Linked DNA regions of Sus scrofa: region 2 is linked to region 1. Evidence: chromatin contacts called from public Hi-C data. All regions are on one chromosome and are shown on one strand. The core of a region is the stretch at or near the end of the contact, and the rest is flanking DNA. Distances in the headings are between cores, read along the strand shown.

Region 1 (5,117 bases), core at 1,700-4,199:
ACTGAGCGAGGTCAGGGATCGAACCTGCATCCTCATGCATACTAGTCAGGCTTGTTACCGCTGAGCCACAACAGGAAATCCAGGGTGGGAGCTTCTGACTCTGGCTGCTGGTGTCAGAAACCCAGGTCCCTTGGATTTTTCTTCTTTGCCTCTGTAGCAGATTGCCTTCTTGCACCTGTTCCAAGAGGGCCCTCTACCATGAAAGGAGAAGGGGCACAGGGGCGGGGGTGGTGGCTTACTCCCTCTCCTCGAGAGCACATCTTGGTAGGTGAACTCATCACATTTATTCCCAGTCCACTGGCCAGAATGAAATCATGTGGCCACACCTAAGCGCCACATGGGGACGGGGCATTCATATTGTCCCTTCAGTGGTCATGTGCCAGATAACAATGGAAGGTTTATTAGTGTTCACAAGAACCAGGGAATGGACATAGTGGGTAACTTGCAGCCATGGCTCTGACCACATGAATTGAAAGCATGGATCTCTTCTCTCTCAATAAGTGGTGATGTTATCGATAGTGATATTCATTGCTAAGTGGACTGAAGGAGAGCAGGAGGCTCTGGGATCAACATAGGGCACAATAGAAGGGGTTGGAACACTGGTAGCACTGACAAAGTGGGCACAAGGCAGGCAGGTGTATGTGGTAGGTGCCAAATAGAGACAGCACAGTAGTTTTATTATTTTACTCTTATTTTTTGCCTTTTATTTATTAATTTTTTTCTTTTTAGGGCCATACCTGCAGCATATGGACGTTACCAGGCTAGGGGTTGAATGGGAGCTACAGCTGCTGGCCTACACCACAGCCATAGCAACACTGGATCCAAGCTGCATCTGTGACCTACACCACAGCCCATGGCAACGCCGGATCCTTAACCTACTGAGCGGGGCCAGGGATCGAACCCTCATCCTAATGGACTCTATGTCGGGTTCTTAACCTACTGAGCCACAACAGAACTCCTATTTTTTGCCTTTTAGAAGTTTTTGACAGTCCTCTGCCTATAGCGGTAAAAACTTTAATTCACCTTTGGAGCACAGACCTTTATTCTCCTAAGAGCTCTTCTTTGTTCCATGGGAAGACAGTAATAGCTTGTGTCTTTGGTTTGATCATGCTTATTATTTAGGTAATATTACTTGCTTCCTTAACCATAACCATTTATTTACATGATAATTATAAGAACCAACAATTCCTTTTTTTTGTTTGTTTGTCTTTTTGTTTGTTTGTTTTTCTTTTTAGGCATATGGAAGTTCCAGGGCTAGTGATAGAGCTGGAGCTACAGCTGCCAGCCTACACCACAACCACAGCGACGCGGGATCTGAGCCACATCTGTGACCTACACCACAGCTCATGGCAACGCTGGATCCTTAACCCACTAAGCAGGGCCAGGGATCAAACCCTCATCCTCATGGATTCTAGTTGGGTTTGTAATCCTCTGAGCCACAAGAGGAATTCTTCCCTGCTTTTTTTTGACACTCAAAATTATTAAAAGATGCTGGATGGACTATGATAGCTTGGACCAAAACTTGTTGACAGGGTAAGGCAATGGGTCCTTACATTTAAATAATTCACTGAGAGTAGAGGTTCCAACAACATTTGGAAACACAAGGGGAACATTTTCCTGGATGGGCAAGGCTTTAACTGTGCCATCTGGAATTGTGCATAGTAAGCTTCCTTCCTTGAAGAGGGGCTGTGGAGAAAGAGTCAAAATAGTTTGCCATTAACCTTACAAACCTTTTTCCCCAGCAAGTGTCCTTTCCTCTGCTATATTTGTGGCACCTGCATATATGCCTGTTCATACGTCACACCACTGCTCATCTATAGGCTCCTTCCTGTCCCAACTTTCCTTGGCTTCACAGAAGGGTGATGTGGGCAAGCTCTGCCCCACGACCAGCTCTGTCCCTTCTTTCCTTGTAGCTTCATCTGACCACATTCTAGTGTAGTGTAAATAGTTACTAGTGAAGGGTTTGGGGGTGTCTAAAGGACATTACAGTGTAAAAGAACTTACAACCTGACACTGAACTTGGCCATCTGAAGAGTCCTAGGTTGCAGAACTTTGTTTATACTCCTGCTACAGTCACAACCTTACCAAATAATTTGTCCCTCACTCTAGGGACACTCTCCTACAAATCCCACACAAACCGGGCCCAGCAAACACTCACAATGCTCAGGAAGTCCCATGTCCCTTTATGCAAGATCACAAAGGCTAGTGTGACAAAACACCAAGAGGGTGGGACCAGGCCTTTGTTGCTCCCACCCACCCCACCCACTCCACCCACCAACACAAAAGAATGCACAGCCTTTGAGCCCTCCTGCTGCCTGATTTTGTGTGGCCAGATCCCCACTCAGTGCTCCCAGGCAGAAAGCAGGAAGTTTATCAGGGCATGAAGATCTTCGTATTATCTTCTGACCTTACATTTTATCCATGAGTAACTGACAAAGGCTGCAAGTCCATAGTCAAAGAAATGTGCGGGGCCCTCCAGCCTGGCCAGTCTGGCCCAGAAAACGTGGTCTCAAGTACGCCGAGGCACTTCCACAGCACAGCCAGAGATGGGTCTTTGTACTTGGGGTTTGGTCACCTTCCAAGACCACACACCCATGTGAAGCAAAACTGGGCCTCCTTATTCTTCTGGTGGTTAGCTATTGGAACACCTCCCCCCGCCCCCCATCCCCGCAAACCTCCCAGTTCTAAAGAAGAGAAACCTTTTTCCTAAGTGCCATGTAATCTTTAATGATTCCCTACATGCAATGAAGCAGACTAGGGACAGTTTTTGTTTTTGCTGTTGACATTTCTGTGTCCCCAACTATCTTTCATAGGCCCTTGATGCATAGGCACCTGGCCTATTATTAATCTTTTCAAATAAAGCCACAAATACCAATAGCTAGGCTCCAGTTACACAAGGGCATGATTGAAATCATGGTTTTTAACCTTGGACCAGATGACACTTTTTGGCAACATATCCTCCCATCTTAGCTCCAGAAGCCATTGGGGGTTATATATGGTTTGATTATTCCCCTTGACCCAGAGTAAACCCCAGCAGTTGGGGAAGTTCAATTAAAAAGTTGTAACATCAGGAACCCAGAAACAGCTTCTCTCCTGGCTGAGAAGCCCTTGCAGGATTGACAGTGGCTGTGAAGTGCTGCTATAGATTGCCCAGGCTGCAATGGAATGCCAGCATCAGGATCTGGCAGCAGCATAGCTGTAGGTGAGGTCATTTGGGAGCCTGGAACCCCACCAAGGTGAGAAGATCCAGGGCTGACCCTTGAAACCGAGTAGGCACTTCTGAGTCTCCAGGCTGGCCATTGGAAATGGGACACAAGGAAGAAATAATATTATAACCTTTCCTAATCTAGACATGTGGGCCCTCAAGTGGCATATTCTCAGGCAGTAGGTGGAATTACATTACTTACATACCCAACTGGTGAAGTGGGACATATGGTTCTACACAACTAATTTTATTCCTGAAAAAAAAATGTTCTGAGGTGGTACTATTTTTATTCCTATTTTATACACAAGTAAAGTATAGTTTAGTAAAGTAACTTGTCTAATGCCACAGAGCTAATAGGTGGGAAAAATTAGATCTGAGCCCAGGTTTGCTGACTATTCTTTTGTTTGCTTGGTTGGTTGGTTGGTTTTTGGGGGATTTTTGCTTTTCAGGGCCATGCCTGCAGCATATGGAAGTTCCCAGGCTAGGGGTCAAATCTGAGCTACAGCTGCTGGCCTACACCACAGCCACAGCAACACCAGATCCGAGCTGGGTATGCGACCTACACCACAGCTCCTGGCAACACAGGATCTTTAACCCACTGAGCGAGGCCAGGAATCAAATCTGTGTCTTCATGGATACTAGTCAGATTCGTTTCCAATGAGCCACAACGGGAATTCCTGACTATTCTCTTTAAAAAAAAAAAATTTATTAGGGAGTATAGTTGATTTACGGTGTTGTGCCAGTTTCTGCTGTATAGCATAGCGGCCCAGTCTCACACACACACACACACACACACACACACACACACACACACACACAATTTTTTTTCCTCATGTTCTATCCTGAGAGATTGTATATAGTTCCCTGGACTGTACAGTAAGACCTCTTTGCTTATCCATTCTAAATGTAGCAGTTTGCATCTACTAACTCCAAATTCCCCATCCATCCCACTTCTTCCCCCTCCCCCTTGGCAACCACCAGTCTGTTCTCTATGTCTGTGAGTCTGTTTCTGTTTTGTAGATAGGTTCATTTGTACCATATTTTAGATTCCACAAACAAGTGGTGTCATATGGCATTAACCAGTGTGTCCCCCTGCCACTCACGACTGTCAACAAGGAGTGATTGACATCACCATGACACACCTTCTCTGTGTCCAGCCCTGGACCACACCGAACCTGAGCTTCACCTGTTGTAAAGTGAAGACTCAGAGCTAGATCTGGCTCCTGAAAAAAGCCCCACTTAGATGTTCAGTGTTTTTATTCAGAAAGTGCTGATCATACCTACAATGCTCTCAGAAGTGTGCTCAGTGTTTAGGAGATGTCAAGAAGCCTGGAGTTCCCGTCGTGGCGCAGTGGTTAACGAATCCGACTAGGAACCATGAGGTTGCGGGTTCGATCCCTGCCCTTGCTCAGTGGGTTAACGATCCGGCGTTGCCGTGAGCTGTGGTGTAGGTTGCAGACGTGGCTCGGATCCCGCGTTGCTGTGGCTCTGGCGTAGGCCGGTGGCTACAGCTCCGATTCAACCCCTAGCCTGGGAACCTCCATATGCCGCGGGATCGACCCAAGAAATAGCAACAATAACAACAACAACAACAACAAAAAAGACAAGACAAAAAAAAAAAAAAAAAAGAAGCCTACAGGATCCATGTTTTCTGTTCTCTAGCAGAAACAGAGAACAGAAAGGCATTTCTAAAATACCTTGCCATCTTGTTGGGGAAACACGAACAGTGCGTTTAATGGTTTACAAAGAAGCACTGTGCTGCAGCAGAGTAAGGAGGGGGCCCTGTGTTGACTGTCAGGTGTAGGGGCCGCCTTCTCCACGTTCTGTCAGGGAGGAGGCAGCCGTTATGTGTCCCAGGCTGCACCCCCCCACACACCTCTGGTTTCCTATTTACACTTACTTGAATTAAAAA
Region 2 (5,597 bases), core at 2,036-4,535, 150 kb before region 1:
GTAAAAAAACCCCCACATTTGTCACCTCTGTAGGTAGTACTACTAATAAGGGAATAAATTTATTATTCTAAAAACTGTAAAGTGAAAAAATCAAGCATTTAATTTTCCTTTCCTATTTTAATTTTTCCTCAGGTAACTAAATGAATGATAAAAACAAGTTTCTTTTTCTTTCTTTCTTTTTCTTTTCCTTTTTTTTTTTTTTTTTTTTTTTGGCTTTTTAGGGCTGCATCTGCCTCATATAGAGGTTCCCAGACTAGGGGTCAAATTGGAGGTGGGAACTGTAGCCACTGACCTACGCCACAGCAACAGCAACACCAGATCTGATCCACATCTGTGACCTGCACCACAGCTCATGGCAAGGGATCACCCACAGCTGAGTGAGGCCAGGGATCAAAACTGCGTCCCCATGGATGCTAGTTAGGTTCATTTCTGCTGAGCCATGACGGGAACTCCAGGAAAGTTTCTCTTCATAGAATTATTTCAGCTAATACACACACAGAAAAAGAGTGACAGAACATCACCATCTTGCAAACTGCTAATTGAATAATGAATCTAGGTTGTGCTTCTCCATAGCAGCTAACACCATAAAAAGAAAGGGAGGTGGACATTATGTGTCTCCTGGTGGAAGCACACTACATTTGTACCCAAACTGGTTAAGACTCCAGACTTAGCCACCAGCTTCTGGGAGAGGCAATGACATGACAAAATAAGAGGATTTTAGGTGGAACCCTGAGGAAATTTTCCATCAAAGGAAAGGGAAAAAGAAGGGGAAATCCAAAAGGTACTAATTAAAAAACAAAGAAGTAGGAGAAAAATTCATGAGTGCAGTGCCATGAAAACCAGGAGAAGATAGTGTTTTAGGAAGAAGAAAGAAATAAACAATGTAAAAGTTTGGGGAGAGATTGGGAGAGCTGAAGAATATCCAGTTGGAATTAGCAACAAGGTGTTGGCTTTGATGAGAAAGCTGCAGTAGAACAGAGGGCATAGAAGTCAGTTAAACCACCAGTGAGCTGAAGAGAGGGAGGTGAGGCAGTGGGAGACACAGGTGGAGGACCTCTCCAAATTTGGTCATGAAAATAGGAGACTTAGGGCTGCTGTAACAACCAACCAATGAATAATGAAACCTATTGCTTCATAGTTCTGGAGGCTGTAAGTCTGAGACCAAGATATCAGCAAGTATGGATCCTTCTGAGGGATAAGAGAAATTTTTTCCATGCTTCTCCCTAACTTCTTGTGGTTCACCAGCAATCTTTGGTATTCCTCAACTTTTGCCGCATTACCCCCATCTCTGCCTTCATCTCATGGCATTTCTCTGTGTGTATGTCTTTTTTTTTTTTTTTTTTTTTTTTTTTGCTTTTTAGGGCCACATTTGTGGCACATGGAAGTTCCCAGGCTAGGGGTGGAATCAGAGCTGCAGCTGCTGGCTTACACCAGCACCATAGCAACTTGAGATCTGAGCCACGTCTGCAATCTACACCACAGCTCACAGCAACTCTGGGTCCTTAACCCTCTGAGCAAGGCCAGCGATTGAACCCGTGTCCATGCTGTCTGGACACACCACCCTCCCCACACCTACATGTGTTCATCAAACAGCAGCTCTCTGAACCCCTTCCTTTTGGGTCTGAGGTCTTCATTACTTAGGTGATGTCGAGATTAAATCACTGGCCATTGGTGGATTCAACCTCCAGCCCCTCCCCTCTCCCCAGTGGTTGGGGTGGGACTGAAAACTCCAAACCTCCAATCACAAGGTTGGTTCTCCTGGCAACCTGCCCCCAGCCTGAGGTGCTTTCCAAAAGTTACCTCCTTTACATAACAAAAGACACCTTTATGCTCTTAACATTTAAGACATTTCTAGTGTTTCAGGAGCTCTATGCCAGAAACAAGGAAAAGACCAAATATGTCCTTATTATAGATCAGAATATCACAGTAGGCCAGTGAACAAATAAACTGGTCTACGTATACTTACTGAAATCCTATAGAAAGCTGAAATGGGAGTTCCTGTGTGGCTCAGTGGGCCACGGGTTAACGATCCTGTGTTGTCACTGCAGTGCCTAGGGTTGCTGCTGTAGCACTGCTTCAGAGGAACTCAGGAACTTCCACATGCCACAGGCATGGCCAAAAGAAAAAGAAAAAAAAAAAAGAAAGCTAATATGTACAAACTAGATCTATACATATCAATGTGAATAAATCGCAAAACATGTGGCTATGGAAAGCAAGTTACAAGAGGGAATGTACTGTATGATTTCTAATATTTAATACAAATATTTAAAGCACAGAAAAGAATAGTATGTATCATTTAATGAGTAAATCTATATAAGTTTAAGTACACATACATGAAAATATTGTGTTAGTGTGGTCACCTCTGAGGAAAGAGATAGAGGATGGGATGGGGTGGCTTTATCTGCACTTAATATATTCTTTTTTAAAAAGAGAGAAAATTGGAGTTCCTGTGGTGGTGCAGTGGTTAACAAATCCGACTAGGAACCATGAGGTTTCGGGTTCCATCCCTGGCTTTGCTCAGTGGGTTAAGGATCCGGCGTTGCTGTGAGCTGTGGTGTAGGTCCCAGACACGGCTCGGATCCTGTGATGCTGTGGCTCTGGCGTAGGCCAGCAGCTATATAGCTCCGATTCGACCCCTAGCCTGGGAACCTCCACATGCCACAGGAGCGGCCCTAGAAAAGGCAAAAAGACCAAAAAAAAAAAAAAAAAAAAGAGAGAGAGAGAGAGAGAAAATTGCTTCTGAAGCAAATAAAGCAAAACGTTAACATCTGTTAATAAGGGATATTGATACATGAGTTTCTGTTGATATTTTCTGCACTTGGCTGTATATTTGAAATGTCGTCATTTAACATTTAAAACTTAAAAAAAAAGACAAAATCACTGCTTTTGTGTACAGGAAAAAGATTTTCAATTAATTATATTGTTTTAAATTCAGAGAGTAGAACACCATAGATATTATAATAGTAATTATATTACTTAGCATAGCATGTATCTCTTTTTATGTGTATCTCTAATTATAACTAGTGTCAATACATTCTGCTAAAATTTTCCATAAATGCCTTAACTATAGACTTTATATTTTCATTAAGTGTGATCACTGGGCTTCTGTTTTTCTAAGTTACAGCTACAGCAACTGACAAGGCCAATTGACTGTTTCCTTGTTTCAGTAAATGGAGCTGGGCCAGACCCTAGTTTGCTCCCGGGGAATCACAGTCACATGTCTGAATAGTCACAGGGCCCCTCTCCTGGAGACAGTGCAACCACAGGCTGCAGGCCATCAGGGAGGGCCCCTGGTCTTTCCACAGTTTTCTAAACAAGGGAGCAAGGCTGGGAACAGCCCCAACAATGCTTCCAGTATTCCTAATTTTATCTCCAGTTTTGAAAGGACTAATTGTTTGACTTAAGAGCAGGGGTAGGAGGTGATGAATTATGGGGATGCCTGCAAGTTACCAGCGATGAGCCCCTTGATCCACATTAGTAGGTGTGTTTATGTAATCTCTATTGTGGTGTAAGGCCTAAAATTAATATGTTGTGCCACCTTGCCATCTAAAACTGAGAGGGCCTTGAGTGGCCTAACTGCATCCTGCTACCCACTCTGCCCCTCAGAGAGGGTCTCCTAGACAAACAACCCCTCTGACCCTTCTTAACCCAGGGACGAGGCATAGACCTGCTTACCCCTGAAGACTAGGCTTCACTTCCCTGCCAGGCCACAGATTTATTCAAACAAGGCAACCACATACTCTTGTAAAAACAGGAGTCACTTTATCCTCTTATTACTATAAAGCCTACTGCTCCCCTCACCCTCTCACCCTGACCCCCGACCCAAACCCAGCCCCTTCTTGTTCACTTTTTTCCTAAGTACAACTCCTGTCCAGCTCTGATGGTGCCGTATCTCCTCCCTTCCCTGGACAACAAACTGCCACCAATCCCATCTGGGTTAGGTGTCATATGATTCCTAGGGGAGAATCTCTCCCTCGTTAACAGGGTGAAGAGCAAGCAATTAAAACATTGATGGTTTTCACCTTTTCCTTCTTTAGACCAATCCTTAAAACTTCATGGCTGTTATTTCCAACCAGTTTACTCTGATCAGGAGGATGGGAATGGAAAAAAAGTGTATGCAAAATGTGTTTTCATGATCTATTTCTAGCTGAAAATTAATGTTTTTGTTTATTTGTTTTGGGGTTTTTTTTGTTTTGTTTTTTTGGTTTTTTTTTACTTTTTAGGGACACACTTATAGCATATGGAAGTTGCTAGGCTAGGGACTCGAATCAGAACTGCAGCCACAGCAATGCAGGATCCAAGCCACATCTGTGACCTACACCATAGCTCACAGCAATGCTGGATCCCTGACCGACTGAGCGAGGCCAGGGATCGAACCCCACATCCTCATGGTTACCAGTTGGGTTAACAACCCTCTAAGCCACAGCGAGAACTCCTGAAAATTAATAAGTTTCTGCTTGAGGGAGTTCCCATTGTGGCTCAGCAGATACCAAATCTGACTGGTATCCATGAGGATGCATGTCTAATCCCTGGCTTCACTCAGTGGGTTAATGATCTGGCATCATCATGAGCTGTGGTATAAGTCGCAGATGTGGCTTGGATCCCACATTGCTGTGGCTGTGATGTAGGCCAACAGCTGCAGCTCTGATTCAACACCTAGCCTGGGAACTTCCATATGCCATAAGAAGGGCCTTTAAAAAGACCAAAAAAAAAAAAAAAAAAAAAAAAGTTGTTTTTGCTTTGAACTCTCTAGTCACAGGGAAAGTGAAGGCAGAGGGTGGCCCGACAAAAAATAAAAAATCTTAGTCAGAAGATAGGATTTCCTGAAGATCATTCACCTAAAATGTTCAAAAACTGAATCAGGGTCACACAAAAAAGTTTTCATCACACGATATATAGAGTAAGTAGCAATTTAGTACTTTATCAGCCCAACATATAAATGATGAATTATTATGTCATAAACAATATCACATCATGGCATCACTGCCATGATGTCACTGTGATTGTCTGCCCTTTGGTACGTATTTGGCCACAGGGACATCACTGAACATCATACCACAGTCCACACATTATGGCACACCATCTCTCTCTCTTTTTTGTCTTTTTAGGGCCACGCCTGTGGCATATGGAAGTTCCCAGGCTAGGAGTCAAATTGGAGCTGCAGCTGCTGGCCTATGCCACAGCCATAGCGACACCAGATCTGAGCCATGTCTGTGACCTACACCACAGCTTACAGCAACACTGGATCTTTAACCTACTGAGCAACGCCAGGGATTGAACTCGAATCCTCATGGAGACTATGTTAGGTTCTTAATCCATTGAGCCATAAGGGGAACTCCTGACACATCATCTCTTTCTCTCTCTTTTTCTTTTTGTTTATCTTTTTTATGGCCGCTCCTGTGGCATATGGAGGTTTCCAGGCTAGGGGTCAAAGGCCGCTGGCCTACGCCACAGCCACAGCAACTCAGGATCCAAGCCGAGTTTGCGACTTACACCACAGCTCACAGCAATGCCTGATCTTTAACCCACTGAGTGAGGCCAGGGATCGAACCTGTGTCCTCATGATGCTAGTCAGATTCGTTTCCGCTGAGCCACGA

The links. A called contact is a pair of places that touch in the nucleus more often than the background predicts.
Region 2: a Hi-C map of fetal heart ventricle shows a contact between it and region 1, with 1.6 times the contacts expected there. The contact joins two enhancer-like sites.

Annotation. Positions count from the first base shown.
Region 1 is chr16:33,830,658-33,835,774 of Sscrofa11.1, reverse strand. No RefSeq gene overlaps it. Among named protein-coding and RNA genes, the nearest start is that of SNX18, 56 kb to the right of the region's middle. Within about 2 kb of position 2,949, at least 3 of the 83 cell types and tissues checked have an H3K27ac peak or open chromatin away from gene starts, as enhancers often do.
Region 2 is chr16:33,980,684-33,986,280 of Sscrofa11.1, reverse strand. All of the region lies in intron 12 of LOC100737060 (chondroitin sulfate proteoglycan 4-like), which reads left to right. Among named protein-coding and RNA genes, the nearest start is that of SNX18, 210 kb to the right of the region's middle. Within about 2 kb of position 3,285, at least 29 of the 83 cell types and tissues checked have an H3K27ac peak or open chromatin away from gene starts, as enhancers often do.